Regions from separate parts of the Mus musculus genome. Here region 1 is linked to region 2. The links are chromatin contacts, called in public promoter capture Hi-C maps. All regions are on one chromosome and are shown on one strand. The core of a region is the stretch at or near the end of the contact, and the rest is flanking DNA. Distances in the headings are between cores, read along the strand shown.

The links. Promoter capture Hi-C pulls out the DNA fragments that hold promoters and counts their contacts.
Region 1: a promoter capture Hi-C map of liver shows a contact between it and region 2, with 2.8 times the contacts expected there. The contact joins the promoter of Ptpn23 here to the promoter of Tex264 in region 2. A contact is called at or near these places in 2 of 39 promoter capture datasets (liver and pre-B cells).

Annotation. Positions count from the first base shown.
Region 1 is chr9:110,406,935-110,409,907 of GRCm38.p6, forward strand. Ptpn23 (protein tyrosine phosphatase, non-receptor type 23) reads right to left here and starts at 1,276. Exons shown (of 25, transcript NM_001081043.1): 1 at 1,100-1,276. The coding sequence starts at 1,183.
Region 2 is chr9:106,684,502-106,687,596 of GRCm38.p6, forward strand. It overlaps Tex264 (testis expressed gene 264), which reads right to left and starts at 1,451. Exons shown (of 6, transcript NM_001081654.2): 1 at 1,334-1,451; 2 at 428-494.

The sequences.
Region 1 (2,973 bases), core at 26-2,525, 3.7 Mb after region 2:
ATCAATTGGCTTACTACGCTGGTCTTACAGGTGGGGAAAGGAGTCTGGGCTGGGGGCATATATCTCTGTGGAAGAGCACCTGCCTAGCTTCTTGTGCCAGGCTCTGTCTGGGTCTGATACTCACAGCTTGGACCACCACCACATCCACACACCCGGCACCTGAATGCACCTCACCCTATCCTCAAGCAAGTAGGGCCTGATCAGAGGAAGTGGTGATATGAAGAGAATCCAGGAGGCAAGTCCATCGGAAACTACTTCCAAACCCATTTTCTTTCTCCTCCTTTCCCTAAATACCACGGAGTGGTAAAGGATTCTAGACTGTCTACTCCAACCGCTGCTGTGCTAAATCCCCAAGACTCCTCCCAGCTCCCCACCTGCCCACTGCTGCTACGGCCCTCTCGGAGGTTACCCAGTTCCACATCACCACACCTGATCTCACCACGGAAACCCCTTGCCTCAGTGAGCTCCAAACGACTGCTCTAGCCAGCACAATGACTCATAGGATGCCAAGAGCCCTAGCGTGATTCAAGCCCTCTAATCATCAACAAGAAACTGTCTTTTTGGTTCAAAGGAACTTTGGAACAGAAATTTTGTCAGGAGACCATAGAGAATTGGAGGGTCAGACATCCAACTGCACACAGACACACACTCAGTCACACACTCTAAGAGCCAGACATTCCTATGGACCACTCGGGCTCCGGTCTTAAACACACATTCTTTCCTAGTCCAGTCTTGAACTGGGAGGCCACCAAGGCCCGGGCCTAGCATGGACTCCGTAGACCCTGGACCGCCATCGCTCCCCGCGGGGGCTCCCTGGACATGGAGGAACAGGGCAGAGCTGGGTCCAGGAGCGTCATCGCAAGGAAGCGCTGAACCTCGGTAGAAACGCGGGTGGTCTGGGACAGAAGTCCGGAAGAGGGTCCCCATAATGATGCACTGCCAGTCGGAGAAAACGATGATGTGCCGGCCGGGGAGGGGTGGGCCATCCTAAGGGAAAACGCCTGGCCCGACCTGTGACGGAACCCGGGGAGGGACAGGCGCGCAGGGGGGGCGTCACGCGCGGGCAGACGACGGAGATGCGCGGCGAAGGTGTGCTCACCTTCTTCACCGCAGACTGGAAGTGAAAGTCACCGGCCTCCTTCAGGTCCAGCCAGATCATGGGCATCCGGGGCACGGCCTCCATCGCGGGTAGCGCCTAGCGGCCCTAGGGCCGCTCCCCTCCCAGGTCCAGCAGCTGCTTCAGCCGCGCGCGCAACCCCGCCCCTCCACGCCGGAAGCTGCTCGTCACGCGGAGTGACGCACTCCCCCCGCAGCCTGTTGGGAGGTGCAGTCCGGCCCCCCCACCCCGGTAGTCTTTTTGCACATGCGCACACCTCTTCGCGCATGCTCGGTCTTCTCGCGCGAAGGGTCTTGGGTGGAGAGACGACCCAATCCACGGTGAAGGGGCTTCTGGGAATAGTGATCTCCTCCACTAAGCTTGAGGCTTTGCTGGGATTTTCTGGTTTGCGTAACGTTCTTCTTCCTCCCGGGGGGGCCCTTCAAAAACTCACCCATGAATTTGTAATTCCCAAATCTTGAGAGCGGTGAAGGATGGGGACTAGTGCTGCATAGAGAACGACTAGTGTGATGTTAGGGAGAGGGGTTGTGAAGACAGCCATGAGCTATGCAAACTGTATGGCGGGATGGAACTCAGGCTAAAAGTGCCAAGGGATTCCTTCTGTCCGCGGTTGAGGGGGCAGGAACACTGCTCCACACCACCACCCTCTGCAGCCTGAGGAGTTCTTGATTTTTAGTAGGATACATTGAACAGCCAAGTTAACACCTAAGAAGACTGCGACTCTGGAAGGAACTATACAGCGACGAGCATTTGTCTCTGGAGACACCTGTGAAACAGGAATTTTAAAGCTGTGTTGTGTGTATTGTTAAATTTTAGACATAAATAATGGAGACACCCCGGAGATTGAGGGAAGAGACTAGGTCATTTCAAGGCTGGACTGGGCAACATAACAATACGTTGTCTCAAACAAATTTTAAAAATAAGGAAACGGAGAAAGTAGTGAGTGACCTTTTGTAGTCTTCTAGGAGACCGGTGATTGTGGCTTTGGGTGAAAAAGGCTTTAAAAAAAAAAGTGGGTAGATAATGCACTTTGAGGAACATCTGAGAACTATTTTGAAAAAAAAGTATCCTAAGTTGGGGTGGGTACATGTTAGGGAATGAGATCAAAGTTGATTTCCAAGTTTCTGCCTGGTTTAGGTGGATAGCTGACAGGCTGTTACCTGACATGAGGAAATTGGGAGGAACATGTAGAAGGGAGCGCAAGACTTCAGGTCTAGTTTGTGTGAAGATGAGGACAGATGCATTTAGAGGCAATGTAGAGCCCGAGAATAAAGACTCTGGATTCACAAGACGGGTTTCCCCGACCCAGGTAGGGCCCACGTCCTCTTTGTAGAAGTAACAGACATTTCCATACTAAAAGTATGTTAGGGTCTAGAGAGGTGGGTTGGTTGTTAAGAACACTGGCTGCTCTTCCAGAGGACCTGGCTTTGATTTTCAGCATCTACATGGCAGTTCCCAGCAGTCTATAACTCCAGTTCCAGACCTTTAGTCTTCTTCTGGGTTCTGTGGGCACTGCACACATGTGGTACACAGACATACATATGTGCCAAGCAAAACTCCTATACACATACAATAATTTTTAAAATGAAGTTTAGCCAGGCGGTGGTGGCGCATGCCTTTAATCCCAGCACTTGGGAGGCAGAGGCAGGTGGATTTCTGAGTTCGAGGCCAGCCTGGTCTACAGAGTGAGTTCCAGGACAGCCAGGGCTACACAGAGAAACCTTGTCTTTAAAAAAACAAAACAAAACACAAAAAAATGAAGTTTAAAGAGTATGTTAAGCTGGGGGGATGATTTGGAAGCTAAGGTGTTGCCACACAAACACGGGAACAATCTTGGGAATCAACCTAAAGATAGG
Region 2 (3,095 bases), core at 201-2,700:
TACACATCAGGAAATAAGTGGTTGGAGGTCAAGATGCTTGCCCAAGGTCACATAGGTATTACACTGAGCCACCTGGACCAAAACACAGGCCATGGGAACCCAACAGTCTAACCGCCGTTCACTGACAGTTTTTCCCTCCTCTGGTTTCCAAAAAGGCACTTCATCTTTTGGCCCTCGCTTATCTCAAGGCTAGAAGCTCTCAATATCTAGGCCATAGCCTGTCTTGGGAGTGACAAGCACTGCCACACACTTCTGTTTAAGGGAACTTAGCTCCCAACCTGTCTCTTCCTTCCACTTCGCAAACTGTTCAGAAAAAGGGGGCTATGTTTCTGCCCATCCCCAGAGCTTTGGTCAGCCAAGGAAGAAGTAAGGCAAATTTCCCCACACCCAATAGAGAAAGGCGAGGACAGGGGATGGGAAGGCTCACCGAAAAAGTCAGGCTCACTTTTAGCAACTCATAGCATCCAGTCCAGCAGGGCTCCAGTACTCCGGCGCTAGGGGGGCAGAAAGGAACAGTCATCCCAGCCCTAGACACAGGCAGTGAGCAAAGCAGGCCCTGAGTAACCCTGTTCCAGGGAAAGCCCACAGAACGGGGACCCGTCTACAAACGCGCCAACCCCACCCTCAGATCGCGCGGGGGGGGGGGGGGAGTCAGGCCAAGTCCAGCTTCACAACGTCATGCCTATGATCTTCACTGGGCCCGACTACCACACTTGGCGCCAACGCAACCCCTGCTGCTGACCTTGGGCAGCGTGTGCCCTCTCTTGGGCCTCAGTTTCCACTAATGTCAGAGGTGCAGGGTAGAGATGACTTCCTTGGCCCGCAAGCGTCGGAGTAGGGACTAGGCGCAGGCTTCCGGAGGCCGCTCACGTGCGCTCTGCGGAGGGCCGGGCCCTTAAAGGGACCTGCGCCGGCGAACTTGGGTGCTAGCAGCCGGGGGGCCTTGGGGTCGCCGCTTCGTGCTGTCGGCTTCCTGCCGCCCCGGCTCGCTTCACGGCCTCCTGCACCTCTGCAACTTCAGACACGCTAAAGTTTGGAGCGGCGACGCGACGCGCGGCCACAGGCAGCGCTGCTGAAAGGTGAGGGCCCCGCCCGTTCCCCTCTAGTCCCACGGACCCCGGACGTTCCCGCACCCAGCACCGAGGCAGGATCCGCGCCGAGAGGTCAGGACCGCCTCCCCGTCGCTTTCAGGCCCGGGAAGCAGGCTGGGCCAGCAGTGAGTCAGACGCGGGGCAGAGGGCGGCTCAGGCCGCGGGGAGCAGGCGGGAGGGGATGAGGGGGAGCCCCGGCAGACACCCCGTCGGGAACGCCTCGCCTCTGGCCCCGCCCTCACCTCAGCGGCGGCCCCACGGACGCGGACGGGCGCCGGAGGAAGATAGGGGCTCAGTCGTGGAGCCTGTGTGCGCTTGCCCCTCGCGCTCGCTCCGCCCCTTTCGCGGCGGGACGTGACCGTGGCTGTGGGCGCGTGCGCTCCAGATTTGGAGGGCGGAGGCCTGCCCCGCCCCGTCTCCTTGGTAACATGCACGCCTCCCCCGCCGCCTCCCCCCCCCCCAGCTGGGTTGGGCCCACAACACACATTCCTGCTTCCAATGAAGGGGAACTCCTGAAGGTGATCAAGCAACAACCAACCAATACCCCAAGGTATCCTGGCCGACAGGGAGGGAAGGGAAGGCGCAGGGGTGAAGGCGGGCTCCAAGCACCGGGAAAGTCAGCCTGTTTGCCTGCTCCAGAAGCCCAGGAAGCCAAAGCGGGACTGAATAGTGTTTGTGCATTTTAGAGAGGATCCGCACAGCAATGTCGGCCTCTTACTAACTGAACCAGTCTTACTCTCGCCACCTTCCCTCAGAACCTTCTCAAGTCTGGCCGCTTGCTCAGGTCTTAACAGCTGAGGAAGCTATGGATAAACAAAAGATGCTCTGAACAATCTCTGGAGAATGCAAATTTAAGTGTCTTCACTCAGCCACCCATCAGGGATTCTCTGAGCATAGGGACGACCATCCCTCCATCCAACCTTTATTATGGAAACACTGAGTGAACCAAATGAAAGCCTTGGCCTCCGGAAGTTCACTCCAGGGAACACCTCTTTTCAAAGCTTCTACTTCACAGCCCTGGCTGTGGTTGCTGGGAGTTTCTACTAAGTTAATATAACTTAGGTAACTCCCAAGTCAAGGGTAAGCTCCTTCAATACAGGTTCAATCTTGAGCTAGGATCTGATGACCTATGAATCTCAAAGCACTGTACTGAGGGCACCTCCTGAGACGCCCAGATCTATGCTGGAAGTGAGGAAGGCCACTATGCTTGTAAACTTGGCTGTTTATAAATCTTGATGCCAGACAGGCTGGGCCAAGGACTATATTAGTACTTCTGACAAGATTGCTTTATGGAAAGTTGATCACCCAAAGAGCATATAAGATGACTTTGGAAAAAGCCAGCAGCCATGGGGTAACATGTGATCTTGAATGTCATCCACAAGACAAATGTCCCAATGCTGTAGACAGGCTGGTAAGAAAAAGCAGCTAGCTACTCAAAAGTCTTCAAAGTAGAGAGGGCAGGAAAGTCATTATAGCTATTTTACCGTGAACATCAAACATGGTAATGATTGGCTGCTTCGGGCAGGTGGGCTGTACACTAGATAGGGTTCTTGAGACACGAAGGGCACATGGCCCAGGTTCAGAGCACATGTTAATTCTGTCTCTCTGAAACTCATTAGCCTGTGTCAGGAAATGACTGTCAGGAGACACTCTTTCTTCATCCTGCTGTCTTGGCTCACTTCCCTTAGCCTGGGTGGGAACTCTAGAACTCAGTATCAGAGTTGCAGGTATGCCTGAGGAATGTCAGCACTCTATTGTAGGAGAGCCTGCAACTGGGAATCAGCCCACCAGACTTCATCTCCCAGTGCTTCCAACAATGCCGGCTATCAAGTGACCACCAGGGGGCAACAGACTCCTTGGCAAGGCCCTTTGTACACTCCTACCAGGTCTGAGACCGGCTCACCTTACATTCCCAGACCTCTCTCAATAGCACAGACCCCACTTAGTGTAAGCCCAGACTTAACCTTCCTCTTTCCCAGTAATCACCAACTGAGGTGCTTTAGT